7 separate regions of the Mus musculus genome follow, and all the other regions are linked to region 6. Evidence: chromatin contacts called from public HiChIP or PLAC-seq and promoter capture Hi-C data. All regions are on one chromosome and are shown on one strand. Each heading gives the region's core, a stretch centred on a gene start, on an enhancer-like site or on the middle of the called end of the contact. The rest is flanking DNA. Distances are from core to core; before and after follow the strand shown.

Region 1 (3,548 bases), core at 498-2,997, 610 kb before region 6:
ATGCATGTGTGCAAATACACACACACACAAAGTAGACTAATCCAAGACTTCAAGGTCCGGATGAAAAGGACGAAAGGAACATTAGTTCTGTGTCCTTGTTCAGAATGGCAAAGCCTGCCTCATCCCGGAGCCAGTGCTCTGAAGGAGTCAAGGTGGTGGCTTCTGGGACCTGACTCCACTCTGGGCTATGGTTAGCAGTCCTAAAACAACCGTGTCTGAGGTAGTCTGTGTTCTCTTTGCTGACATTGTCTGACTTAGCTCTCTGCTGGCCTTGGCCATTACTCTCCCTGAAGACAGGCTTTTATCATGCCATGATTCTTAATAAACTGGCTTGGCATAAGTGACCAGCCGGTACAGACCTCCCTGGCCCAGCTTTGGTCTTTCTTATCCCTGGTCCTTCCACTCAGTGCCTCACTGTTATATCTGTTGGTTCAGATAATATACATACAACAATATATATTTAAAAAATAAAACAAAGCCTAGTTTTGTAGGCTTTTGTTGCTTCCACAGCAATATTCTCATGGTAGGATCACATACAAATTTTGTCTCTGCAGAAGGTCAGTAATGTCCCTGAGTGAAGCCCTGAGGAGACAACCAGCTGTGATCTTCTACCTTTCTAGAGGTAGTACCTATTTATGGCAGGATTAATCTGCCTCAAAAGAGATGCAAAAGGTTTCTGGTGAGTTGGGGACAGGGGCATGACAAGATTGACACTGGGGAGCCTTAGTACCCTGTTGGTACAAGGTCAAGGGCATCTTTAAGCCACCTGAGGAATCTAGCATGGACAGGCATGGCCTCCTGGGCAAACATGATCTTCTCCACCCAGACAGCTATGCATCATCACCAGGCTCGGGCCCAGCCCCCCAGGGCAGATGGTGTCTCTCAGACCCTTTGCATTGAACTTTGCTCCACCCTGTAGATGTGGTTAAACACCTCAGGACCCTAGAGCAGGAACTACAGATGCTCGAGGACCAGAGGCCCCACGTCCCCAGTGAAAGAGAGCGTCAAAAAATGACTAATAAGGCAGAGCAGGTGCGTAGGCTTCAGGCTTTTATTTATTTTTAATTTGTCTCTTAGGAGCTGGAGTTGAGGAATTGGGAGAGATCGGGGTGTGTGTGTGTATTTGGTAAAAAAAAAAAAAGACAGTAACTCAGTAGGCAGCTCAAGAGGGTCAATCTGGAGTCTTTGTGTGTGTGTGTGTGTGTGTGTGTGTGTGTGTGTGTGTACACAAGAACACTTAATCCTAGATCTTCAATTTACTAGGTGAATCAAGTCATCTTAGCATAGATATGAAATTAGCATAAGAACTTCACACTAGGAATTAGAGAGATCTCAGAAAGGTTTTGGGCAGAGTGAAGGGCCAAAGAGCTGGTGAAGAGGCAGAGAAAATAGAGTAGCCCAGGCTCTGAGGCTGGAAGGCTCACCGCAGGGCGAGCTGGTGTGTTTGTGTATCTGTATGTCTGTGTAGGGTGTGTGTCTGTGTAGGGTGTGAGTCTGTGTAGGAAGTGTGTGTAAGGTGTGTGTCTGTGTAGGGTGTGTGTCTGTGTAGGGTGTGTGTCTGGGGTGTGTTCAGAAAGAAACAGATATGGTTCTGTGCCAGCAGCCCAGCCTTGCCTGCTTCTGTGGTTTTCTCTTCCAGTGCAAAGGTTGTTACTCAACCTTGAATCCTGCTTTTTTTTTCTTTCCCAATCCTGTTGACTCAACTCTGTTGCCTTTATAAAGGAGAAGACCAGCCCCTCAGGGTCCTAAAGCACCTATGCTCTTCATCTGACTTCCTACAAACAGTTCTGTGAAAGAGATCAGAGAGTGAAAGAAAGATGGCCGGGGATTCAAGCCTGCTGGCTGCAGTCTCTCTTCTCTCTGCCTGTCAGCAAAGTAAGAACACTGGAGCTGTGTGTGTGCACGGGTGTATGTGTGTGCACACGTGTGTGTGTGTGTGTGTGTGTGTGTGAGAGAGAGAGAGAGAGAGAGAGAGAGAGAGAGAGAGAGAGAGAGAGATTGCTTCAGTGTTTAGGTTTCATGCCTGCATTTTGTTGGTAGTTCTGGGTGCCCAGCAGACAGTTGCTCAGAGTGGCTTGCCCACTCCTTCCCCGAGATGGGTAGAATTTGAGGATGTTCTCTCTGGGATGTTGTGGGCCTCTGAGCCCAGTGACTCTATCATTTATGGTGACAGTTCATATCTCAGTGCCGGGAGCCCCAGGAGTCTCAGGCAGGGCCGTGAGCACATAAAAATGGAGAGCACAGACAGCCGTTAGGCATGTTCACCAGGAAACTATTCCTGTCTCTAAAGTTGGTTGTAAACATTTAAAGCATTTTTGTTTCGTTTTGTTTTGTCTTTAAGAAAAATTGCCCATGGCAGATTTGATCACCAGGGTAAAGTTCTGCAGAAATATGCAGTTTAGATTACATAATGAATTCTAAATATTACAAGATATCTCCACTAGGATGACTTCACATCCACCTCGGCCTGGATAAATGGAGACTCTGTCTGCCCAGGAGCGAAGTTCCTCAACTCATGCTACCTTCCTTCCATGCTTAGTGAACAGTTGCTTACCAAGAATGCCTGTTTATTCTTTCTGGGGTGCATCTTCCAGATACCTGGGTTGAGAGCTGGGGATAGTGCAGGCTGCACACCGCCGGGAGGAAATGACTGCTCTGTTTAGTGGGAGAGCAGGGTCTCCGCACTCGCGCAGTGGCTAGCCTAGCCAGTCTGCTTTGTGGATAAGGGAAACTGTGCTTTTGTGGACTAGAGCAGGAATTTGCTACCAACCCCTGGAGAATTTGGGTCTAAGCAAACAGTGTACCTTGGTCTTGCAGTTACAAGGGGGGGCAACAGGGACAAGGGCTACATGTCCCTTCCCACAGAGACTCTATCCCCACAGAGAGCCTTTTGTGTGTTGACTCATGCTGAGGACACTGTGTGCTGGGACCAGGCATGAGGCAGTTCGATGGTGATGGAAGACGAGAACAGGAAGAGAAGAGACCAGAAAAATGATGTTTGTGGCAGAAAAAAAAAGTTTAATTGTTGGGGGTGGATCGCAGAGAGAGAGAGGGAGAGAGAGAGAGAGAGAGAGAGAGAGACACGGAGACAAAGAGACAGAGAGATACTGTTTAGCCAGCCACTTCAACAGAAGTTTGTTGTTCACAGAATTAGGACACCTAATTCATTCAGGCTTTTAAGACAGACCCACCAAGATCTGTGTAGTCCACCTTTCCGGAAGTGCACCCGGACCTGTGTGGTTCAGCCTTCCGGAAGCTGACTGCTCCAGGCCAGGATTTTCTGCTTTTCCATCTCCTCAGCACAGAAAGTTAAACAGGATCCTGAGTAGGAAGTACCTCCGTGGTGACTGGCCCAGAATAGGTCCTTACCACTGTTCCCCTCCTAAACTTCTTATCTGCACAGAGAAGCTGCCAAATAGAGAAGTGGCTTCCCCGGGGGAAGGCTCTGTGATTGAGTGGTCCTCGGTGGTGGAGGAAGTATCCCCTTGTACTGTCCCTAGCACACAAACATCCCCCCAGCCCCAGGAAAGAGGAAAGGTAAGAGAAAT
Region 2 (3,990 bases), core at 457-2,956, 620 kb after region 6:
CCTTCTTCTGTATTTAGTTGAGCTTTTATAGTGACATTGTTCTTATACAATTTTATGTTTATTCTAGAGATATTTTCTTTATTGAGACCATGTCAATTGTCAATTTCATACACTCTTCCAAGGCTATAACAATTTAATTTTAACTGATATCAAATTAACCTTCAGTATACAAAAGCTATTTCCATAAAATTCTACCCTCTTGCCTTGCTATTAATTTTATATTAATATTTATATATTATATACTTAGTAATATATTTCTAATTTTTTTTATATACTTTCATCTAAAATTTATATTTTAAAAAAACTCTGAAGAATAAAGTTAAAACCAGCTTTTCAAACTATTGGCTTTCATGCTTGTTCATGAATCTACCACTAACAAAGATTTTCATGTCCCCTTTCAGGTTTCTGTTTCTCCCCCCAGTCCCCTCGCCGGTTAAAAGACTTCCTTTAAATTCTATTGTTTATTAGAGTCTCATAATGTAGCTTGGGCTGACCCTGAACTCTCTGTGTGTCCTAGGATGGGTTAGATGAGATGGCACACCTCACACCTTAGCCTCCAGGGTGTTGACAATACAGGCATATGCTACTGTGCCGTAGGGGAGTGGTTTCCTTTACAATTGCCTGTCAGTCAAGACTGGGAATAAGTAAAAAAAACCCTACAGCTTTTGTATGATCAGCACTTCCCAACTTCACTCTTGTGGCTTTCCCCGTTCTTGTGATCATCAGCACGTACTGTCCACAAGGGCCAGGGCCTGGGAGTTCGGAAGTCCTGTGACTATGTATGTATAGCGAATGACCACACCAGGACCAGCTATCGGGAGGCAGATCAACTTTACTTAGGGTGATTAGAGGCTTATAAAGTTTTGGGGGACTGAGGGTAGGAACATCCAGGATGGGTTAAGGTTATTGGATGATGACTTAGGGCACCAAAATGTCTCCTTAGCATGGGCAAGCATTTCAGAAAGCTCAGGTGTTCGCTGAACAGGTTTTATCAGGAGAAAGGAAATTGGTCCTGTTGTCTAACTGAAACTGCGGGACATTCCTCAGGTAGAGTCATATGTGTGAGGATTTTGAATTTCTCAGACAAGGTCAGAGAAGGAGAAGCCCCACTAATGGAGTCTACGATATACCTCTGAGGCCAGAAGCTATCCAGTCACAGTGGACTTCAACCTGAATTAGCAGTTTTCCCACACACCCTGACTTAGATAGCTTCGCCAAGCACAGAATTATCAGGTGACATTGCTGCTTAGAATTTTGGGCAGATCATCCCACAGCCTCCTGCCTTCTAGTTCCTGCTGAGAAACTGACAGGTCATCTGGCTGGTGTGTGTGTGTGTGTGTGTGTGTGTGTGTGTGTGTGGCCTTTAGCAGATTGAAATATGTCTTCACGTCAGCCTCTTCAACTCTACCGTGTTTAGACTCTCCCAAGATTGCTTGATTCATGTCTTTCATGAAACTAACGGGAAGACATTTTGGATAGTATGTTTTTTTAAATCTCCTTGGTATCTTCCCTCTCCCCTTCCTTTTGGCATTTCAATAATGTTTCTGTCGCTCTTCTCAATGAGGTCTTGAAAGTCCTTCAAACTCAGTCCACTTGTGTTATGCTTTCTTTTCACTTTTTACTGTTCAGACTCTAATTTAAATATCTTGTTTTCCATGTCCCTGATTCGTTCTTTGGCCAGTTCTAGTGTGCTTCTGGACCGCAGCCATTGCTGATCTTAGTCACTGTAGCTCTTAGCCCTGGAGTTACTGTTGGGCCTTCATTCAGGGTGCTACTGCTGTTGATGGCATTTTTTTTAGTCTTGATTTCCTCTAGTTCTTTGTCCATATTTATCTTAGCACTTTGAGCACATTTAAAAGATTTACTTTAGAGTCTGATGTCTGGGATCTCTTAGGGACAGTTACTGTTGATTCTTTTGTCCACTTTAATGAGTCATAGTTTCCTGTATGGGCACATTTTATTCTCATTGTATCTTGTGATTTTTTTTCTTGTTGAACGTTGATCATTTGATTATTAAAATGTTATGATTCTAGAAGTCATATTTTCCACTTCCCTCAGTATTTGCTGTGTATTGTGCTTGGTTTGATTGTTGAACATTACAGTAGTTCTTTTGTTTAGAGAATTTGTTTTCATACTATCTTTACAAAGTGTTCCTTATCATGTATGCTCACTGAAGTCTAGTTTTTGTTGTTGTTGTTGTTGTTTTTAAGTTTTGTACAGGTAATATTTTGATCAAAATTCCTTGAATACAGGAGCAGGGAGACAGCTCAGCGGGTAAGGTTCTTGCTGGGCAAACATGAGAACCCGGGATCAGATTCCCTCTATCAATTTCATGCATACAAACAAGAGAGTACACCTACATACATGCACACACACAAGTACACACACACAGAGTATGTGGGGGCACCTCTTTGAGTCTATACTGAAGGTTCCCCTGTTTTGGTTTGCACTAAGTCTGATCCACAGACGTGGGTGGAAATCTAAGATTTGCCTAAAATTGCTAACTTGATGTTTTTATTAGGACAGGCACGTAGCTTCCAGATCACCCTAAAAACAGTTGCTAGTAGCTGCTCTGATTTCTCAAGATGTTTCATAGCAGCTCTCTCTACTGGCTTCTGGTGGTTTATTTAATGTCTCTAGGGAGAATCTTACCCCTAGCATCTGTGGATTTATTGTTCGCTGATAGGTTTGAGGGTAAGTACCCATGGTGATGTTCTCCACCTCTCTGAGTCACACAAGATAGAAAACAGCAAATCTTTTATCCGTGCCTCTCCCCGTAAGTACTCCAAGGTACAATAGAATAGATATATACAATAATTTTCAGGTAAAGTCTGATTTGTTTTCTGGTTCAAAGATGAGAATAAGGAACCAGGTTGCTGCCGCTCAAAACCAAGACTGGAAAGGAAGACAAAGTAGATAGAAGTCTACAGAACATTCCTTCTGCTTTGAAGATATTTTTGTTGTTGACTGGGTATTTCCCTTGCTGTTATATGTGTGTGTGTTTTTTTCTAGTTATTAATTTTTGAGATAGGATCTCACTATATGACTTGGGCTATCCTTAAATTTTTAGTCCTTGTTCAGCTTCCAAGTAACAGAGGCTGTGATCATAAGACTCTTTTTTTATATTATCATGAAAGAATGAGTTTGGGACTTATGGGTCTGTCATTTCCCTAATGCCCATGATCTGGGATTTCACCCTTTGTCCTGCCCTATGGACCTATTGTCACCTTTCTTTGTCCTAGGTTCTGCTCTTCAAAGTGATCTGATAGGCTTCGGGCTTCAGTTAGCAGCCTAGCCCGGCAGGAGGAAAGGAAACACCATGTATTCCCTTCCTAAAAAGTGTGCACAAGTTGACGCTGTTTTCCAGCAAAAGCTACAGCTTCCTCCCGGCGACTTCTTCCTCCAGCTAACATCTTTGACACCCAGAAGTGGCACATTTCCCTTCTGATTCAGGGGTAGTAAAGCGTCCATCCCTGATCACCAGCTTCTCCCATTTCAGCCCATTGCCCTTCAGCACCCCTCGAACATCTTAACACACTACTATAGACCACTCTTGCTCTATTTCCTGCTAACGGACATAATGGGTTGTTAGCCAGTTTTTAGTTTTCTGTTTTTTGTTTATCCTTCAGACAAATGCCTCTGGTTCTATGGTAATTTGCTCAGATTCAAGGGGCAAGAATTCACTCTCCAGAATGAACCTACAGCATTCATCAGAGATAAACACCCATATCTTCATTGTCATCACCAATCACCCCAAGGGTCAGAACATGACACTAATGAAACATTATCTTGTCATCAGAAACACAAACAAATTTACCGCTCAATTTCTACAAGCAAAGAGAATGTAAAGAATGCATACTATTCCTCCCCTCACCCATGGACAGTGGAGGGCAGCCATCTTTTATCACAGTGGCCTGTCACAGCAGCAAACTAGCATGTCCTCCTCAAGCTCCAGTGCTCAGGAGAAATCAAAAGGGAGAAGCTAAAGGG
Region 3 (3,916 bases), core at 1,305-3,804, 660 kb after region 6:
CTTATTTATAATAGCCAGAAGCTGGAAAGAACCCAGATGTCCCTCACTATCTCTTAGCCTTGATCTCCATCAGATCCTTTCCTAAGTAATGCAGCTGGGGTCTGGGGCTCTAAGAGTGGAGTTAACTCATTCCAAAGTGTAAGAATTCGAGACAAGTTCCACTAGCCAGAAGGCAGTCAATTAACTTTCTCACTGAAACTGTTCTTAAATTATGAGTCTCCTCGCTGACACAATCACACCCTCCTAATAGAAACATGAGATTAAGTGTTTTAGACCTAATATCCTAACTGGAAGTAAAGATATATTCTAAGTTAAGGCTTGGGGGCTTAAAACTGGAAAGAAGAATATGAGAGGTCTTTCTGTCATCGTTGCTTACAGTAGTAATATTAAGAGATAGCACTGGACGCTAAGTCTATGGAGAGTCCTGATCAAGTGTTTTAGGTGTATCAACTGATTAAATTCCTAAGCAAATCTATCTACAATGTAAACATTGGTCTAACAGTGGAGCAATGAAGAAGAGAAGATAAAAACCCATTGCCTAAAGTGAAGCTTTTAATGCCTACCTGTCCATTGTTTGGGGGGATGCTCTAAACAGACTCTTAATCACAAATCCTCAAATACTAATGTTTTAATTTTAAAACGCTTGTATTACAGTCCCATCTTGTAACTGACTTGGGGGTCCCTTTCCCTCAATGATCTAACGCTGCGTTTGTGATGTTTCAACTTGAGTAAGTGTTCAAATAAAAATGCCTCTCATTGTAACAACCTCAATAAAAGGTATTTGCATTTCTGAACATTAAGTATTCCTGGAATTGTTAGCTAAAACAAACGCTCCCCCCCCACACACTAAATTACTTTGTCAGCATATTTTGTCTCACAGAAATGAAGCACTCAAGAGAGTGCTTCCATAGCCAATAGCCCCAAAACATGTGATGGTTTGATGTACAAGCTCTGAACTCAGGAAACGGGAGTCGATTCGAGTTCAGACTTTTCACTAGCTGGTTGCTCCTGGGAAAATTGCTTAATCTCTCCAATCCTCAACTTTCTCGTCAGTAGAATGTGAATGGCAATATCCAAGAAATGGGATTGGTGTAATAAATCAACAGAGGCAAAGCCAAGTGTACGCGTGAGACTCTGACCTATTAACTGTTGTTACGGTAACAGCTCACTTTATACCTCTGTCCTTTGGGCAACCAATACATACAAAGCCCGGTAGTGCTCCTTGTTGTCATGTATAACAACCTGTTAAAGGGCAAGTCTGAGTGGGAGTTTCTGAGAACATTGCCTGTGCGTGTGTCTTTAAAACAATTCTCAACTTTAACCTGGTCTACCTTATTTCAGCTATGAAGCTCAGAAGCAGATCTATGCTAGATGCACATAATCTGACTTTCGGCCCCGTTCTAGATTTAAAAAAATGAGTCACAGACTATAATTCTTAAGAGGCAAATCGTTACCAGTATAACTTGGTATCCTATTAGGGAGAATAAAATTCTTCAATCAGATCTTGAGTTACTATGTTTCAAACAAACTCTTCCTGGCAGAGTCCTAGCAAAATCAATAAATAATAAAGAAAGAAAGTAACTCTGGGGCTGGAGAGATGGCTCAGCACTTGAGAGCACTGACTGCTCTTCTAGAGGTCCTGAGTTCAATTCCCAGCAACCACATGGTGGCTCACAAACATCTGCAATGGGGTCTGATGTCCTCTTCTTGTGTGTTTGAAGAGAGCAATGGTGTACTCATATACATAAAATAAATAAAAATTTAAAAAATCTTAAAAAAAAAAAGTAACTATGCACTCACAGTGTACGTGTTGTCCTAGTTAGTTTTACCATTGCTGGGATGAAACTCACCAAAAACAACTTGGGGGATCAAGGGGTTTATTTGGCCCATAGTTATCCCATCGTCAAGGGAAACCAGGGAGGGAACTCAAGAAAGGAACCCGGGAGAGGAAGCGAGGCAGCATGGAGGAGCTCTGCATGGTGGCTTGCGTCCCGTGTGTTTTATACTGCACGGGACAACCCACAGTGGTCTAGACCCTCCTACATTAATGAGAAATCACAAACCACACCCGCTCAGACAGTCCATAGGCCAATCTGATGGGGGCAATTCCGTGTTGAGGTTCCCTCTTCCCAGGTGGGTCATGCTTGCAACCACCTGCCAGATGCATGCTGACGCATCCTAGAGTAGCATCTTAAAGGCTACCCACGCTAGGAAACAAGGCAGCAAAGGTGAAATAACTAGGAAATTTATTCATGGGTGATGTCATCTCAATTTTGAGATCACACTTTTATCTTATTTTAATTCACCGTTCTAAAGCCCATGGCCACTAGGACATTTGTTAAAAACTGAAAGACCACTAATACTCAAGAGTCTAAAACTGCATCAATATGTATTTATAGCTTTTAGTTTCTCTTTCTGTTTGGGTGATATATGCAGTATATAATCTTATTGAAGTAATAAGTAGATATTATTTCCGTCTTCAACAGCGAAGTTCCCCATTTTGTCTTCTGTTCTTTAGCATTAGTTTCTGTTCCCTCTCAGAATAAAGAAAGTCTTTCTTTCACAGCTTCCAATGCTTACAAGAGACCTGGGGCTGCTGGGTTCTACAAGTAGCCACATCTGGGGAGCCAGAGCTCTCATTCCCAGTTCCCATTGATTCTGTGATTTAACAAAAACATCATGGGGCCAGCAAGATGACTCAGCTGGTAAAGCCACCTGCATCCAAGCCTGACAATTCAGGATCAACCCTCAGGACCTACAGGTTCCTGAAAGTTGTAGTCTCCAAAAGCACCCTGGTGCATACAGCACCACCCCCTACACACACACACACACCACTGCTGCCCATGAATAATATTGCAGAGAGAGAGAGAGAGAGAGAGAGAGAGAGAGAGAGAGAGAGAGAGAGAGAGAGAAATTGTGTCAGAATTAGAAGAATCAGACCGGTGAAACCCATCCCCCCATCTTCCACCACATATTAAAGAACTAGAAACTTTGTATGTAGGAAATCTTTTTGGAGTGTAACCGTGGTTGATTAATTACCTTTGTCGTGAATCTCTTTTCTGAGCATTCGCTCTGTAACCTGGGATACTCTTCACATTTGCATCTGAAACAGGCCAGTAGTCGGACATCTTATCCATTTGTTTCTAGTGAAAGAAGGGTACAATAATTGCAACCACAGAAAACAACCATGAAGCCACAAAATGAATTCAACAAGGCCTTGAATTCTGCAGTAAGGAGGAAAAACAGCAAGGGAGTCTACAGCAGGGCCCTAACTATTTATATAAACCATTCAACTCTTTTAACAGGATTAGAGACCAGAGACAATACAACAAATCTGCTGGGTTTGATTGACAGGACTCTCTGGGTGCCTATTAGGCAGTTTCCTGAGACTTGAAGTATTTCAGGTTTAAAATTTTGTAGCAAAACAACGTTTCTAAGTTTCCATGATGGGAAGATGACTTTTAATGGGAGGGAAAAAAAAGTCTCAAAGCTGGAGAGCCTATTTGTATACCCAGTTTGAGAAAAACCAAAACACGGTAACTTTCCAGAAGAAAATTGAAAACAGAGTTTGTACCTCCTCTGTGTGCTTTAGTAACCGCGGCCTGGTGTGGGAGTCTGGGTATTATTCAGCATGTCCACACTTAGTGTCTGTGCCTTGGGACTTTAGCTACTACCTGATTTTCAGTTATACTGTTTCTTCTTGAGTCATTCCTTGGCCATGGAGTCCTTTTATGAAGTCACAATAAATACAAATTTGCCTAGTAGTCTTTACAAATTGTTAAAACAACAGGACTTGGACAGATGCTCAGCCATTTGCTGATCCGGGATAGGTTTCCAGCATCCACATAGCAGCTCCGAAGCATCTGAGCTGTCTAGTCCCAGGGCACCGGCTCCCTCTTCTGGTCTTTCTGGGTAC
Region 4 (3,964 bases), core at 831-3,330, 710 kb before region 6:
GTTCCAGGGAATATGACATCCTCACGCTGACATACATGCAAACAGAAACACCACTGCGCATGACATTAAAGAATAAAAAAATCACCATCATCAACAACAACACAAACAAACCTAAAAAATACTGTTTAGGGCAAAAAAACCCCAGGAAGAATGAGAGCGACAGTGGCACTTTGTTAAGAACACTTTTTCTGTCATAGCAGAAATTTACAAGAAGTCAATAACTTTGGAAGTTAAAGAAGGCTTCCTATGATTGGCTCAAACAATGCTAGCTGGGCCTCATTAATCCCAACACTGGGTTTATTTAGAGAAATGTAAGCTCTGTGGATCCGCATTTTAGTCTCTCCAAAAGTTACAAGCAAAACTATGTACTTAAAAGTTGTTAAAAAAAAAACAAACAAACAAAACAAAAACTAAAATGAAGAAATACATTTTACAAAGTAAATTAGAATGGATGCCTTTCCGGAAATTCAAAAAATTATTCTGCTTCATCTCACCCTAAGCCTTCAGCAGTCTGCAAAAGTTGTATTTATGGACACACCAAAGAGATTTCTCCCCACGTAGCACTAACAAGTACATATCCATATGCATTTGTTAAGCACAGCCACTTTTTCTTTATCGTTTGTCAGACCTGTTTATACAAATGAGATCAAAACCAGATTCAACCACCGACTTAAAATTAGTCAGTTGCTGTGTTTAACAAATTCTGGAACAACACTACGCAATCTTGCAAAAACATCACGGGAACACTATCTGGGATAGAATAAGATAAATAATAAATACGCTTAAGAGTGTTTTCCAGTGTTCGTTGTTACAAAATCATAACCTCTCAAGCCACAAACAACGAGATTGTATAACGTCGCCACGGACGTTTTATAAGTAGGGGGGCAAAAAAGAAAAAAAAAAAAAAAAAAGAGGCGGAGAAACTCAGCAAAACACGGTGGCGACGGGAGTCGGGGGAGGGGTGCGCAAGAGGGGGCGGAGAAACCTGACACCCAGGCGGTGATATCACCGGCAGCCGACAGCTCGGAATTCAGAAAGTTAAGTGTCACCCAGCAATTTGGGTCCCGGCTGGAGCGTCCGCACGGCGCGCCTGCACCTCGCTGGGAAGCCGGGAGGGGGAAGGGCGGGTGGCTGAGTTCGCCCAGGGGCAGGGTAGCCTGGTGGGGAGCGGCGTGCTCTACCTAGCCATGATTTCATCTTTTTTTTTTTTTTTTTTTTTTTTTTTTTTTTTACCCCGGAGGAGCGGCCAGGGCCGCCATGTGCCTGGTGTGCGGCCGGGTGCGTTGCGATGGGAGACCCACCTAGACCCGGCCCTGGTGGCCATGGGACGCAGCGACTCAGTCAGGAAAAGGGCAGGCGGTCGGAGAGGGGAAGTCGAGGTGGCTGAAACAACGCTGCCCCGCGGAGATCGCGGGCCTCAAGGGACTGCCCTCCCATCCTCCATCCCCGCAAGGACTAAGGCCAAGGTGCTAGGCAGCGTCGCAACTCCCAGGGAGGATGCTGCCGAGGCCAGGCGGGATGCAGGGGCCCAGCTTTCCCAGGGCGGCGGACCCCGCGGGGCCCCATTCCCCGCCCCTGCCCCGCCGCGCCCCGCACGCTCCCGGCGGCGTGGCGTAGGCAGTGCAGCCCCCGCCTGAGCCGAGCGACCCGCCATCCGCTTAGGGACCGCGGCGGCCTTCGGCTCGGCCCGGCGCGCGTCGCAGACCGCCACTCTTTTGGCGCTTTCCGCCCCAGGCGCCTGTCCCCACCCCAGAGTCCTGGAGAAAAGCTTGTACCTTCCACGGCTTCCTCCACCACCTCATCGTCGCTATCCATGGCGGCTGAGACCCTACCCAGCCCGGGGCCGTGCGGCCGGCTCCCGTCCCTCTGGGTGCTCCTGGTGGCTGAGCGAGCGCTGGAGCTAAGCCCTGCGAGTTTGGAGGAGGGGGAGGAGGGGGAGGAAGAGGAGGAGCAGTCGGGGCGGCTCGCGCTGCCTCCCCCTACAGTCCTTTCAATTCCTCCGCCAGCCGCGGCAGCCGCAGCCGCCGCCCCCTCTCCTCTCGTCCCCGGTCCCGGAGGCTCTGGGGTGCTGCCGCCACTGCAACTTTCTCCTGTGATACCCCCTCTTTGTTATGGAGCAGCTGATCCGCTGACATCACCCGGCGCCGGTGCGCTCCCTCCCTCGTTGATTGACAGTTCCCTGTCCTTTCCCAGAAGTGAGGATCCTTAGAACCCAAGGTGCTCCGGAGCTGCGCCGCCTCTTAAGACCAGGCAGTGGGCAGACCAGGCGGCGTTTACCTTTTGGCTTGGTTCACTGTTCGCCAGCCACGCGGTCCAGGTCGCCGCCGGCTGTTCGCTAGCGCCGGGGGCCTCGAGGGTACCCGCCTGGGGTGGGTGAGGGGCTCAGAGCACCTGATACCCCACGATGTGCCACCAGGGACTTGGAAGTGCGTCATGCTGGGTGTTCCTACCACTATCTCACTCCTGGACAGCTGGAGCGCACTCGGAACTAAGGAAGCCTTTGGTTCCTGAGCTTCTACTTCCTCTTGCCCTCGAGCCCCACTTCACTCGGCTCGCTACTGCCCAGAGTTGCAAAGTGCGGCGGGCCCAGGAGCGCAGGTGCCCCGTCCCCCTTCCACTGCCCAGCGCTGCCTCCACAAGCCAGTTCCCTCGACTCCAGGGGGCGTCCTGCGTCCTGGATTCCTCCCGACTGAACGTCCTACCCAGGAGTCCCCAGTCTCCATCTTCTTTCGCATCTCCAGGCCCCTAGAGAGATCCAGGAATTCAGCAAACCCAAATGGCAGCAGGCTGGTAATCAGGCCGCACCCGAGCTTTGGCCGATTCCTTCTCCTTGTCTTGAAGATGGAGCCACCAAGCGGAGAGCCGGAGCCAGGACCCTGTGTCTAGCGCTCCTCCTTCTCTCGCCTCCGGTCCTGTATTTGTGATGTCCCTAGATGTTTCTTTAGTTTCTCCAAGTGCCAACCACTTCACAGACTCAGGCATCTTTGAGGGAAGAAAACTCCCTTCCCAGCCCAGCCACTTAAAGAGTGTCATTATGTCCTCTTACAGGTGGCAGCAAAGGATCTCTTTAAATAGCGGGTTAAATGCATGCGCATGTACCCAATGTACTGTGGAATTACCCGGTGCTGGTCTGGCCTTCTGCCAAGAACAGTCATCGTGGCGGGTGGGAAGGATGGGGCAGGAACCAAAGAAAGTTGTTCCTTTTCGTTTTCTGAACAATAAATGAGGCAGGATTTCAAGTCACTTCCAAAGCCTGAGAGAGTCCCCCCCCTCCTTAATTTCTTAAATGCCTTTTTTTTTTCATTTTCTTTTTCTTTTTTATTTAAGGCAGGATCTCCTGTAGCCCGGTCTCTCACCTCTAACTCACTGTATACAGGAAGACGATTTTGAGCTAATCATCCCGCCTCTATCTTCACAGCCCCGTAATTACAAACCTTGGCAGCATGCTGAATTTATAGTACTGGAGATACAATCCAGACTTTTCCATGCTAGAAAAGCAAGCTCTCCACCAAATGAGCTGCACCCCCACTGGCTGATATATGTCAGCCAGAAAAAAAAAAAAAGTAAAAGAAACAGGGCATGGTGGTATTAATCGCTGCACTAGGGAGGCAGAGGCAGGTAGATCTCCGAGTTCAAGGCCAGCCTGTTTGGTGTATAGAGTGAGTTCCTGGTCAGCCAGGGCTACATAGAGAAATACTGTCTCAAAGGGAAAACCACTTAAGAGAAAAATTATGGAGACACTAACCCCAAATACCATCAGAAATGTTAGCTCCATTCTGACTGCGTTCGAAAGAGGAAGGTTGTGGATGTGGAGTTAGAAGGCTTAGGGTCCAGTCTCCTTCACCTGCAAAGTGCACCAGGGTGGCCACTCTGGCAGTATGGGTTCCTCTTCTGGGCATTAGATACTCAGGCCATATGGGGAGGGACTTCTGTGGTTTAGGCTGGTTTACTCTTTGACCCTTTA
Region 5 (3,512 bases), core at 280-2,779, 770 kb after region 6:
CCACATTACATAGATATGAGATATGTGATAGCCAGGCGGTGGTATTTAGCTACAAGTCAGACCTGTTATTATATGGCCACCATGCTCAATAACTGGTGATTTGCACAAGCAGAGTTAAAAAACGTACGTTAACAAAGGAAAACTTCAAATCCAGATCTCTAAACCTGAGGTTCATGGGTGAGCTAAAAACCATGTGACATTTTGAAACATGACTTCCCAGCCTTGGCCCTACTCACACTTCAAGCTAGATGATTCTGGGTGTGCCCTGTGTAGTTACAGAGCAGACTCCTGGCTTTATGGACTGGCTGCCAGTAGGGCCTTCCCAGTCTATGGGTCATGCTTACCCCAAATATCTCCAGACTCTGCCAAATGTCTCCCAGGAACTATTCTTTCCTCTTCTCAAGACTATTGTGATAAACTTAATGTGTATTACATCGCTTTCCTGGGAGGCTCATTACCTGTATCCTATTCCTACAAAGGAAAGGCTTGGAATCAATCACTTAAAACCTTTCAAACAATCCTGAAACAACCTGTCTCCAGCTGATGCCGCCCAATTCAATGGTGCACTCGAAATTTTATTATGAAATATATTCCTACCCAGTTATTACTTCCAGCTGCTTTGAAAAAGGCACATCACAAAAACTGCATCTAGGCAAGTATGTACTTCAAAAGTTGCTGGTCCCAGATGGCAGCTTCCTAAAATAACTGTCCTCTGTGGAGACTCCAGAGGTCAGTCAGTCACCCACAGAATACGGCTCTGGCTTCCGAAGGGTTAAAAAGGCTGATGGCAAGTCAGAACTGGGCAGGGCCTGAGAAGAAATCAAAAGGAGCAGATTTCAGAAAGGAAATTCAAAGGTTGTGTAGATAGATGTTAAAGCTGATCATGGGTTGGGGAGTGGAGTGGGTAAGAGGCAGGGAAGGGGACGGGAGGAGAAAGGAGGGTAGCAGAAAGAGGAGAGAGGGTGAGAGGGGAGGTAAGGGAGTGGGGGGAAACCCAGGAAAGAGGAAGAGGAAAAAGAGGAAGAGAAATGTCTTGAAAGAAGTTCCCAAAGGTTTGCAGCTGTTGGGAGAGGCTGGCAGGGGAGTAGCCTGCCTTCTTTCTTTCTGGCTTTGCCCCCACGGAATCCAGCAGCCTCGCATGGCGTGCCCAGCCTTCTCTTTCCTATGTCCACACCCGTCATGCTCTCTGCCCTCCAAAGTGACCACTTCTCAAGAGCCCCTTAAAGCTCATAGACATCGCTCTCCCCATCTCTGAGGCTACTTCCCATCCTGGTCCTCATAAAGGCCGCGCGAACACTGCAGCCCCAGACCCCAGGGTTTGACCCAGAAAAGCAAACAGGGGTCGGGTGTGGCCTCGGCGCCCCCGGGGAGCTGCGGGGAAGGCGAGCAACTTTCTCCCTGGATTCTCAGTCTGTCTGCCGCCCCCACTCTCGCGCGTCCAGGACTGCGCGGCGGGGCCGAGGGGAGGGGACAGCGGCAAAGGGAGGGCGGGGAAGAGGCGGCGCGTGCCTCGCCTGCCAAAGCTGGAGCCGGCATCCACCGTGTTCCCGGGCCGCACGGCCGCAGCCGGCGGGCTCTCCGGGTGGGTCCCCCTGACCCTCCACCCCAGCTCTCCAGACTCGCCTCGATCTCCGTCGGGATAGTGGCAAAGGCAAGAAAGACAGTCTTCTTTGGTGCCGCGCTGTCCCCGCCAGGGAAAGACAGCAAGTTGTGCTGCGCCCGGGACTCGCGAGGGACCGCGGCCGCCGCCCGACCGGGTAAGTAGCGCGCCCCGGGGCCCCGTGCCCGGGTCCCTCCTGTCTTTCCGAGTGGCATAGTTCAGCTGAGGTCCTGTCGGCCTCCGGGGGGTGCTGCCTTCCTTTCCATCCTTATCCGTCCCTTTCTCAGAGCCGGCTGCAAGAACTTCCCCGTGCCGCTTTGCATCCAGAGATCATTGTGTGTGTTCCTGTGTGCTCCAGGGTGCGGTGCGTGCGTCTAGCAGTTTTGGGGGAGGATGGTGGGTTTAAGTTCATCTGGACTAGGGTAACTCACTCCAGCTGAGAAAGAGGTCCCTTTCTTCCCACTCCCCACCTTTAATGGTAACCCCCAGACCAACTCAACTTCAGCCTCTGCTCACAGCTGACACGATTTTAAAAACCGTAGCCAGAGGGAGCTCCCCTTTGGGTAGAATCCAGAACAGAGGGCGAGCAAAGTGTAGGAGACTGGAGTTTGGAAGCAGTTTGCAGATGGAACCCGACGGGGTGGGGGTGTTCTTCTGTGTTCTTTGTGGAGAGTGTAGCCAGGTGTGCAAGCCAGCCCACCTCATCGAACCCTTTTGAATAGCTGACTTGACATTAGGTATTGGAAAAGAGTGAGTGCTTGGTCTGAAATGGCCAGCAGGTGAAAGCACTGAAGCCAAGGAGTCAAAATAGGAGGCGTGAACACATTTGCCCCGGAAAATTAAGACAGAAGGCGTTTTTAGTGTTATCGAGTACTGGGGGTGTGTAACTATATATCACCCGATATATACACCCGAGTGGTGAATACTGTTAGTTAAATTTACAGTAACTGGGGGTGTGTAACTATATATCCAATGTATACACCTGAGTGGTGAATACTGTTAGTTAAATTTACAGTACTTCTGTAATTGTATGAAGTTCCCACTATCATGTTGCTTGGTTGGCACACTCATCAAGTGATGCCGAGGAGTGGCTAGAAACTAAGTGTGAACTTGCAAGCCAAATAAACAAACTACTGTATGGTCCATTTTATTTTAATATCCGGAATTATGTCTCCTGCTAGTAAAAAATGCTACATTGCTTTTAATGTGAGTATGTGAAATGAATTCACTGGCTTGGCAAATAGAAGCCATTCGTTTCTTTAAGTAAATAGCTGTCAGAGTTAATTTGGGAGCATTTTTACAGGAGATAAAGACGTGGAAAAGCTTTGAGCTAGTTTGGCAAAACTTGTATAGAGATGCGTATGGAGAGAATTAGTTCTTCCCACTTTTGAAGCGTTGAAGGAAGTTTGAAGTTTCCTAAATGAAAACCGTGGAGCTTCTTGAGACGTGTAAATATGCTAGACATACTTAGCTTTCCTTGTTTCCTATTCCATTTTACCAGGGGCCACCAGCCATCTTCACTCCAAAGTATGAGAAGCTGATCGCGGTAATACTGAAACTCTGTTACGGCAAGTAGCTACATACGCCTTGAAGAGCGGTGGACTACCTGGGAGTTTCTTGTGACTACACGCCTTCCTTCACACCTTTAGTGCAATCACAGCGGACCCTCATTGCACTGCCTGTTGGAAGATGGCGTCCAGCCTGACTTGTACTGGGGTGATCTGGGCTTTGCTTTCCTTCCTTTCCGCTGCCACCTCCTGTGTGGGGTTCTTCATGCCATACTGGCTCTGGGGGTCTCAGCTAGGCAAGCCTGTATCCTTTGGCACTTTCCGGAGGTGCTCCTATCCTGTTCACGATGAGAGTCGGCAGATGATGGTGATGGTGGAGGAGTGTGGGCGCTATGCCTCCTTCC
Region 6 (3,809 bases), core at 1,306-3,805:
CTAGTTTGGAATGCACCCTAAACTCCTGATCTTCCTGCCTCCACATCTGAAGGGCTATCTTTCCTGTTTATGCTAGAAGCCAGGGCACGGTGTATGCTCAGCAGACACGATACCATCTGACAAAGTCCCTAGTCCGGTTTTCTTAATCTTGTAAGTGAAGACTTCACTCATCTTGGTGGACTTCACATGACTAGAATTACCACGATGCATGGTTAGCAGGAAGAAGACATACCATCTACGACATCTACTGATAGATACACTGGTATTATAGGATGCTTATACTTTCTGCATTGATAATATTGATGGGAAGCAAGAAGTGTCATGTTTTACTATCTAGCAATTAAAGGAGGCCAAAGAGACCCTCCACATTTACTTCCAACCTTAACATTTTTATAGGGCTATCAGAAAAGAATGTTTAACCTGACATAACTTCTATCAAAGGCTGTATCTTTCAAAATTCCCAAAGCACTTCGTGCCTGCTTTCCCAGAGACTCCGATTTTTGCACATGTCTCCATACTTGTTAAGGGTGTGAATGGTCGTTCTTTACAGAATAGTTTGTACCAGGCAAAGGCAGGGAACCAGTAAGATGCTCAGTGACGTCCCACGCTTCAGTAAACTGACTTCACACACCACGAATAATCACCTCTATGAACCGTTTAAGGTGCATCTGTTATACAAACCTTTGTATTGGGGGCATTGATTGTGCAGATTCTCTGACTCTTTTCTTTTTTGGTCTTAGCATTGAGCTTAGGGTCCCACTCTTGTTAAGCCTTGGCTGTATCACTAGCCTATACTATGACACTTATAGAAACAGTTGGGGACAGTGGCCTTAGAGAATTTGAAGATCTGGGGAAAGCTTTAGGAAAACTCCTTTAACCAAATGCTCTCATCGCAACAGTCCCTGAGAAACCGAAACAGAAATGAGGCGAAGGCCAAATTCACAGCTGGATTTCATCGCCAAGAATGGTCCTCTAGTGCTCCGCCTATTTGTAGGGTGCGGCTGTCTGACTGTGGGCCCACCTCGGCAGAGTGTGATTACAAAGGAGCACCAGAGGGTTGTTCTTTGTGGTCCTGCTTAGGCTCATCCATTTACTCGAGTCTCCCAGCGGTTGTCAAAGCCAAATTTTGTAGTCAAGGTGAAGAGACAGTTAACCAAACTGTCCTCGGCACCTCTGGTTCAGGATCGCCACTCAAAACTTTTATCAGTAGGCAGCCGTTTCAGAAAAAGGGATTATGAATAGGGGAATAGGGGCCTGGATTAGCGAGACGTTAGAGACAAAGTGGAAGGAGTAAGAAGGCTGGTTTTCTTTTGGAGTCTCATTTTACATAGAAAAACTCCACGTAAGAAAGAAGAGCGAAGTACAACCGCAACAAGACATTTGGAGCTGCGTTTTTGGACATATTTAAAGCCCTAATATGCATCTTCAATTCTAAAGCATCCTAGCCAATAAAAGAAAATGCCACCCATATTTCTTTTTTTTTAAAAAAGAAAGCAAATCAGAGGATCAAGCGAGGGAACATTTTCTTCTATTCTGTAAGGCAAAAAGAACCACTGTCTTTCTACCTTTGGCTCCGCCGGACGTGTGTTAGATACGCGGGTCTGGGAGCTCACTCTGTGAGTTTAAAGAACTGAGGGGCGGAGCTGTGCCCCAACACTTGGGGCTTATCTCCTTTTGCGACTTCAACACCTCATCGCTTCCATGCTAAATAAAAAAGAAATAAGCAAGCAGTTAAACTTAATTAGGGGTAATAAAGTGACAAAGTTGTCTCTAAGCGCTCCTCTGACTCTTTAGCCACCACACCGGTCCTCAGGAAAAAGTGAGATTCCCGTGGCAGAAAAGCGGTTCCCATAGAAGACGTCGGATCTGAGGCGCTACTGGAGCTAGGTGCTTGTGCAACAGTGTTCTCCCCGCGCCGCACCTCTCTGGGGTTCAGGATGAGTGGAGGCTGGGGGCTGGACCGAGCCGCAGAGGCTCGTCTTGCAGGTGTGCACAGGTAGGGTGGGAAGCGGTTACTCCGGAGCCGCAGAGCGACGGGTCTTCACCGAAGGATCTGCGCGCCTGGGGCGGCCAGGGCAGATGCCAGCTTAAGAAAACATTCCTCCAAAACAAACCCCACCGACTTCCCGAGAGCTGCGCGAAGACGCGTGGGCGGAGCGGGCTTGAGTGGAATCCACGAGGCGCCCCACCGCCCACGTCGCGTCCGGGAGCGCGCAGCGGCCCCGCGCCATCCCGGGAGTCAGGGTCTGGGCTCTGCCTGGAGTACTCGATTGCACTCTGTAGTAAACAAAAGTATGGTAGCCGCCTCCACGCCGGTTTGCCTCCTAGCAATCCGATCGCTGAGACGCCAGAGACTCAGAAACACTTGAGAATTACAGAAAATAATAACGGAGATTGGAAAAAAAAAAAAAAGTGTGTGAGAAAGAAAAATACCCCACCGCCCCCCACCAACCTACTGCCGCCTCCCGAGGGAAGGCAGCGCCCGCCCAGGCCCGCGTTCATTGGCTGCTTCGGCGGAGACTTCGCGCGTCCATTGGCCGCGCAGCCTGTCAGTCAGGGGCGGGGCGGCGCGCGCGCCGCCGCGGGCGGGGAGCCCGCTGCAGATCCCGTAAGACGGGAGTCTGCGGAGTCGCTTCAGTCCCCGCCGCCGCCACATTCAACAGGCAGCAGCGCCGCTGTCGCGCGGCCGCGGAGAGCTAGAGCGGCCCGCAGCGTCCGCCCGTCTGCCTTGGCGTCCGCGGCCCTTGTCAGCGGGAGCGCGGTGCCCGAGCTGCCGGGCTCCGCGGCCTGGTCGGTGCCCCGTCCTAGGCACGAACTCGGAGGCTCCTTAGACACCGGTGACCCAGCGAAGTTAAGTTCTGGGCGCGTCCGTCCGCTGCGCCCCGCCGCGCCTGACTCCGGCGTGCGTCCGCCGTCCGCGGCCCCCCAATCTCGGAGCGACACTCGGGTCGCCCGCTCCGCGCCCCCGGTGGCCGCGTCTCCCGGTACTTCTCTGCTGGTGGGGGAGGGGCGGGGGCACCATGGCCGAAGCGCCCCAGGTGGTGGAGACCGACCCGGACTTCGAGCCGCTGCCCCGGCAGCGCTCCTGTACCTGGCCGCTGCCCAGGCCGGAGTTTAACCAGTCCAACTCGACCACCTCCAGTCCGGCGCCGTCGGGCGGCGCGGCCGCCAACCCCGACGCCGCGGCGAGCCTGGCCTCGGCGTCCGCTGTCAGCACCGACTTTATGAGCAACCTGAGCCTGCTGGAGGAGAGTGAGGACTTCGCGCGGGCGCCAGGCTGCGTGGCCGTGGCGGCGGCGGCTGCGGCCAGCAGGGGCCTGTGCGGGGACTTCCAGGGCCCCGAGGCGGGCTGCGTGCACCCAGCGCCGCCACAGCCCCCACCGACCGGGCCGCTGTCGCAGCCCCCACCCGTGCCTCCCTCCGCTGCCGCCGCCGCGGGGCCACTCGCGGGACAGCCGCGCAAGACCAGCTCGTCGCGCCGCAACGCGTGGGGCAACCTGTCGTACGCCGACCTCATCACCAAGGCCATCGAGAGCTCAGCCGAGAAGAGGCTCACCCTGTCGCAGATCTACGAGTGGATGGTGAAGAGCGTGCCCTACTTCAAGGATAAGGGCGACAGCAACAGCTCGGCGGGCTGGAAGGTGAACGGCCTCTGGGCGGCCCTGGGGGGTGGGGTGGGGATGTGTTGGGGCCGGCGGAGGGTCGGCAGTGTGGGTGTTCGGGGCCCGGAAATGATGGGCGCACGGAGAGAGCGGGGCGAGAAATGGCAGGTGTGGCGGGGGCTTCCCGGAGACCCAGAGCCAAATTTG
Region 7 (3,471 bases), core at 783-3,282, 750 kb before region 6:
TATTAAAATGACATTTAACAACTGCGTGTAAAATCACAGACAGGAATCAAGGGTTTCCATTATCCACGGAAGTCTCCCTCTCTGGCTGAAGTCGGGTGCTTAGATGCATAGTCTTCCAGAGCTGAGACTGGATAAGGACTGTGCTGAGGATGGCCCCTGCCAGCGGCTGCTCGCCTCCTCCCTCGAGGAGAGGGAGGTCAGAAGGCAAAAAGCATTGGTAACTCTGTGAAGTCCCACCCCGGGGTCCAGACCCCAACTCCACTGAGGGTAGCTTCCCTGACATCGTGACTAGGCAGTTAGGGGTGGCGAGTGAAGGTAGCCGGGAAACCCAGCTCCGAGGTTTACAAGTCTGGCTTCTGATTCTGCTGCCCTGCAAAAATAATTGTGCTCGTATAACTGCACCGGTGTCTCTAACGCCTCGATTCGCTCTCAGGCCCCTCAGAGGCCTGCGGGAATCACTAAAAGGTAAACACGTCTCCTTTAGCACCGAACTTACCACCAGAAAGCGGCTGAGGCACTGGGGAAGCCTACCTCACATCGGACGCCACCCCACCAGGAGGTGGTCATCAGTCAGAGCGGTTTGTAGGCTTTTTGATTTCTAAAAATGAAAATTGATCTGCATTATATCTCAATAGACTCAGATAATTCTCACCAAAAATTTTTGTCCTGTGTTTAAATAGCACTGGAATAATTCAACTTCATTTAAATATATTCATTCTACCATGAAAATATTTCATACAAACAGCTATTTACATACAAACACATTAAAATTTGTGGAAAGGGCTCCACCCCTGCGGCTTTATGGCTTGAAATAGTTTCATTGCTTTGAATATGTATGCACATGTTTGGCAAAATAAAACTTACAAAATTGAGTCTTTTTGAAAACAAAAATCACCACCCCTCCCCTCCCCTCCCCAACCCCGGCAAAACCAAACCAAAACCAAAAACAACCCTCCAAAACTAAAACCCAAAAAACACTGACACCAAAGCTTAAAATTTTAGAAGGGAAAGCAATCCAAGCCCCGCTGCCCCGCTGCAGCAATGCAAGCCTCAGGGCGGGAATCTATCAAGGTACCTCCCTGTACCTGGAAATTGAAGATATTTGTGAACCTTTGATCTGCAGCAAAGAAACATTGCGACTCTCCATCTTGCAACATAGTTTTGCTTGTTTGTCTAAAATAAAAGATGTCTGGATTCTAAATCTCTACTTTGAAGACAGAATTTGAGGTGGCTGTTTGAGAATAACCAAAGCCTAGAACTCTTGACCTTCTTGGAAAATGTAGAAGTGCATTTTTGCAGTGAGAAATTTAGATTTTTTTTCTTAAACCAATTAAGTAAAATTAATAAAAGTGTCACATACTGTCTCACGAAGACAACCTTTTATTTCAGTGTTCACAATTGACCCTTCCACTCCCAGTACTAGGGACGTAAGCCAGGGCCTCTAGCTGCTAGGCAGATGTTGGACTTTGAGCTGTATTTGCTGCTCAACGCAACTTTAATTGTCACAATTAAATGTTGTAAATGATTACATGGCCTTGTTGGTGTGTGGGTGTGTGTGTGTGTGTGAGGGTTGGTGATAAGGAAACAGTTTTTCAAGACTGATGAACCCCAAAGGGGAATGAGGCTGAACTCTAGTCCCAGTCAGGTTCAAAGAGGCCTTGACAAAAAAAAAAAAAAGGTTTCCTTTTTAGTTGCTGGAGAGGTCAGGGATTGAGAGGATTAAAATAAGAATCTGTACTAAGAAACTCAAGTCTTCCGCCTGTTACTCTGTAACCTTATCATTCTTTTGTGTCCTAATTTCAGTTCTTTCTTTTGCTTCTGTTAGTTCCAGCGTATGCCCCAGTTAGGGGGGACGTGCTCCATGGATTAGTTCCTAGTCCTAACTCCTAACTCTAACACAAGGCAATAATAGTTCAGCATAGGAAAGATGCTAAAGATGGGTCAAGTCATGCAGGGTTGGACTGAGACAGCTCTGAATGAGGCCTCTCGAGACCCGTGCTGACGTCAGGCAGGTAAGCCCACAAGCGCCAGCTGTCAGGAAGACAGCGCACAGTTCTTTTTCTTCTCTACCACACAGAATCTCAATCATGGCTGTTTGTGATTATGATCCTGAGAGAAGACCAGACTTGCCCGCTTCCTATGTCCTTCTACAGTAGAAGGCACATTCGGAGGCTTTTCTGTTTTGGTTCAAGCAAGGAGCAAACCCCAACCTCCCTCAGCAGCTAATTCTCTATGCAGCGCCTATGCTGTCTGCTTCTCTTCTCCACAGTGAGGTTCTGGCCTCTTTAACAGTTGCAACCTATGACTAAGCAAGTTACCTATGCTTGGTAACTTGGAGAGAGGAAGAGAGAAGGGGAGGGGGAAGGGGAGGGAGGGGGAAGGGAAAGCAAGGGAAGGGGGAGGGGAGGGAGAGGGAGAAGAAGAGGGAGGAAGAGGGAGTAAAAGGAAGAGGGAGGGAAAGGAAGAGGGAGGGAGAGGGATAGAGAAGGCGGAGGCAGGGGCAGTGACTGGAATGGGTCACAGTCAGGGAAAGGCACAGAGTCCAGCAAGAGAGAAGAGGAACTTAAGACATAAGGAAAGAGGTGGAGCAATCGGCTGGGCTGCCATTCTGCACACACACACCCAGGCTTCTCACACAGCAGAAGAAAAGGAGCTGAAAGGCACCAGGAACCCAGGGCGAGGGGAGACAGGGAGGCTCGGCTCTGAGGGTCTGCTTCCTGTGTCTAAGGGTCACCGACACATTGCTGCTGGGTTTGAAGTCCAGTGTGTCTTCCTCCACTGTGGGATGGGAAAAGTAGATCGGTTTCCCAGCCACATGTGTGTGTGTGTGTGTGTGTGTGGAGGGGCGGGTGCGTGCCATGCTGGGTGTGGTCAGAGGCTAGCCTTCAGGAGTTGTTTCTCTCCTACTATATATGTCCTAAGGCTTAACTCAGGCCATCGGCTTGCCAACAGCACCTTTACCTGCTAAACGTTTTTTGCTGGCCCTTAAGCCCCCCCAAATTGTTTTTGAGTCCCATTTGGATGAGATTGCTAGAGTAGCCCTTTAGGATAGAGGTTGAGCCCCTACAGCAACTGAGGCTAAGGTTCCATCCCCAGGTGTGAAATCCTGTGAGCCTGGGCGATTGGAGGTGGAACCTGTTCTCTCGTCCTCCGTCCTCCTTCTCATCTGGTCACTGAAGTTCAGCCATTGTTCTCCCCAAAGCAGCCAACTCTCTTTGGGCACATTTACAGAAAAGCTCCTCTCAGAATCTGAACCCACAGACTCAGCCTCCTGTCAGAGTTTACTGAATGGTGTCTTTCTACAGAATAGAAGCCATCCTATCCTGCTGACTTGCAGTCTGAAAACTATTCAGTCCTCTTTGCAGGAGGCTCCTCGAAAGTCCAGAGGACGTTTCTCCCGAGGGAACTCGCTCCTTAAGCTTTCAAACAGGGATGTGACTAGCACTCCCGGGCAGCATCGTCACCTGGGTG

The links. Promoter capture Hi-C pulls out the DNA fragments that hold promoters and counts their contacts. HiChIP or PLAC-seq counts read pairs in DNA pulled down with a chosen protein or histone mark.
Region 1: a contact with region 6 is called in a FOXA1 HiChIP or PLAC-seq map of pancreatic cancer cells. The contact joins the promoter of Mgst2 here to the promoter of Foxo1 in region 6. A contact is called at or near these places in 3 of 39 promoter capture datasets (hippocampal neurons and liver), 9 of 115 datasets of contacts at active chromatin or transcription factors (embryonic basal ganglia, embryonic hindbrain, embryonic midbrain and 6 more) and 2 of 9 other capture datasets (adipose tissue and liver).
Region 2: an H3K27ac HiChIP or PLAC-seq map of heart atrium shows a contact between it and region 6, with 12 times the contacts expected there. The contact joins the enhancer-like site here to the promoter of Foxo1 in region 6. A contact is called at or near these places in 17 of 39 promoter capture datasets (the 3T3-L1 cell line, 3T3-L1-derived adipocytes, the C10 cell line and 12 more), 4 of 15 datasets of contacts at CTCF or cohesin (the NIH/3T3 cell line, large pre-B cells, pro-B cells and 1 more), 9 of 484 Hi-C or Micro-C datasets (bone marrow-derived macrophages, cortical neurons, embryonic fibroblasts and 4 more), 29 of 115 datasets of contacts at active chromatin or transcription factors (the 230-238 cell line, CD8 T cells, the SCID.adh cell line and 19 more) and 2 of 9 other capture datasets (embryonic stem cells and liver).
Region 3: a contact with region 6 is called in an H3K4me3 HiChIP or PLAC-seq map of pro-B cells, with 11 times the contacts expected there. The contact joins the enhancer-like site here to the promoter of Foxo1 in region 6. A contact is called at or near these places in 24 of 39 promoter capture datasets (the 3T3-L1 cell line, 3T3-L1-derived adipocytes, the C10 cell line and 13 more), 8 of 15 datasets of contacts at CTCF or cohesin (the NIH/3T3 cell line, embryonic stem cells, large pre-B cells and 3 more), 126 of 484 Hi-C or Micro-C datasets (the 4T1 cell line, the 63-12 cell line, the AML12 cell line and 56 more), 46 of 115 datasets of contacts at active chromatin or transcription factors (the 230-238 cell line, CD8 T cells, the SCID.adh cell line and 28 more) and 3 of 9 other capture datasets (adipose tissue, embryonic stem cells and liver).
Region 4: a contact with region 6 is called in an HNF4G HiChIP or PLAC-seq map of pancreatic cancer cells. The contact joins the promoter of Setd7 here to the promoter of Foxo1 in region 6. A contact is called at or near these places in 8 of 39 promoter capture datasets (the HPC-7 cell line, embryonic stem cells, hematopoietic stem and progenitor cells and 4 more), 1 of 15 datasets of contacts at CTCF or cohesin (the NIH/3T3 cell line), 2 of 484 Hi-C or Micro-C datasets (CD4 T cells and embryonic stem cells), 16 of 115 datasets of contacts at active chromatin or transcription factors (the NIH/3T3 cell line, bone marrow-derived macrophages, cardiomyocytes and 12 more) and 3 of 9 other capture datasets (adipose tissue, embryonic stem cells and liver).
Region 5: a promoter capture Hi-C map of stem cell-derived epiblast-like cells shows a contact between it and region 6, with 6 times the contacts expected there. The contact joins the promoter of Lhfp here to the promoter of Foxo1 in region 6. A contact is called at or near these places in 6 of 39 promoter capture datasets (3T3-L1-derived adipocytes, cranial neural crest, embryonic stem cells and 3 more), 1 of 15 datasets of contacts at CTCF or cohesin (large pre-B cells), 16 of 115 datasets of contacts at active chromatin or transcription factors (T-cell acute lymphoblastic leukemia, craniofacial prominence, embryonic basal ganglia and 10 more) and 3 of 9 other capture datasets (adipose tissue, embryonic stem cells and liver).
Region 7: a promoter capture Hi-C map of hematopoietic stem and progenitor cells shows a contact between it and region 6, with 5 times the contacts expected there. The contact joins the enhancer-like site here to the promoter of Foxo1 in region 6. A contact is called at or near these places in 5 of 39 promoter capture datasets (embryonic stem cells, hematopoietic stem and progenitor cells, hippocampal neurons and 1 more), 1 of 15 datasets of contacts at CTCF or cohesin (the NIH/3T3 cell line), 2 of 484 Hi-C or Micro-C datasets (primitive type A spermatogonia and ventral hippocampal neurons) and 2 of 115 datasets of contacts at active chromatin or transcription factors (bone marrow-derived macrophages and embryonic basal ganglia).

What each region holds. Positions count from the first base shown.
Region 1 is chr3:51,659,432-51,662,979 of GRCm38.p6, forward strand. It overlaps Mgst2 (microsomal glutathione S-transferase 2), which reads left to right and starts at 1,748. Exons shown (of 5, transcript NM_174995.3): 1 at 1,748-1,875. The coding sequence starts at 1,818.
Region 2 is chr3:52,887,620-52,891,609 of GRCm38.p6, forward strand. No RefSeq gene overlaps it. Among named protein-coding and RNA genes, the nearest start is that of Gm20750, 38 kb to the right of the region's middle. Within about 2 kb of position 1,707, at least 19 of the 459 cell types and tissues checked have an H3K27ac peak or open chromatin away from gene starts, as enhancers often do. A contact at or near this core is called in heart atrium, where this site is marked.
Region 3 is chr3:52,921,552-52,925,467 of GRCm38.p6, forward strand. Gm20750 (predicted gene, 20750) reads right to left here. Exons shown (of 5, transcript NR_040555.1): 2 at 3,040-3,143. Among named protein-coding and RNA genes, the nearest start is that of Gm20750, 4.2 kb to the right of the region's middle. Within about 2 kb of position 2,555, at least 29 of the 459 cell types and tissues checked have an H3K27ac peak or open chromatin away from gene starts, as enhancers often do. A contact at or near this core is called in the 63-12 cell line, B cells, bone marrow-derived macrophages and 5 more, where this site is marked.
Region 4 is chr3:51,558,743-51,562,706 of GRCm38.p6, forward strand. Setd7 (SET domain containing (lysine methyltransferase) 7) reads right to left here and starts at 2,081. Exons shown (of 8, transcript NM_080793.5): 1 at 1,776-2,081. The coding sequence starts at 1,815. 5031434O11Rik (RIKEN cDNA 5031434O11 gene) reads left to right here and starts at 1,243. Exons shown (of 5, transcript NR_160686.1): 1 at 1,243-1,466; 2 at 2,007-2,147.
Region 5 is chr3:53,040,018-53,043,529 of GRCm38.p6, forward strand. Lhfp (lipoma HMGIC fusion partner) reads left to right here and starts at 1,530. Exons shown (of 4, transcript NM_175386.3): 1 at 1,530-1,757; 2 at 3,102-3,512. The coding sequence starts at 3,290.
Region 6 is chr3:52,265,782-52,269,590 of GRCm38.p6, forward strand. It overlaps Foxo1 (forkhead box O1), which reads left to right and starts at 2,556. Exons shown (of 3, transcript NM_019739.3): 1 at 2,556-3,641. The coding sequence starts at 3,021.
Region 7 is chr3:51,516,104-51,519,574 of GRCm38.p6, forward strand. It overlaps Setd7 (SET domain containing (lysine methyltransferase) 7), which reads right to left. Exons shown (of 8, transcript NM_080793.5): 8 at 1-3,471. Among named protein-coding and RNA genes, the nearest start is that of Gm36008, 6.9 kb to the left of the region's middle. Within about 2 kb of position 2,033, at least 97 of the 459 cell types and tissues checked have an H3K27ac peak or open chromatin away from gene starts, as enhancers often do. A contact at or near this core is called in bone marrow-derived macrophages and hematopoietic stem and progenitor cells, where this site is marked.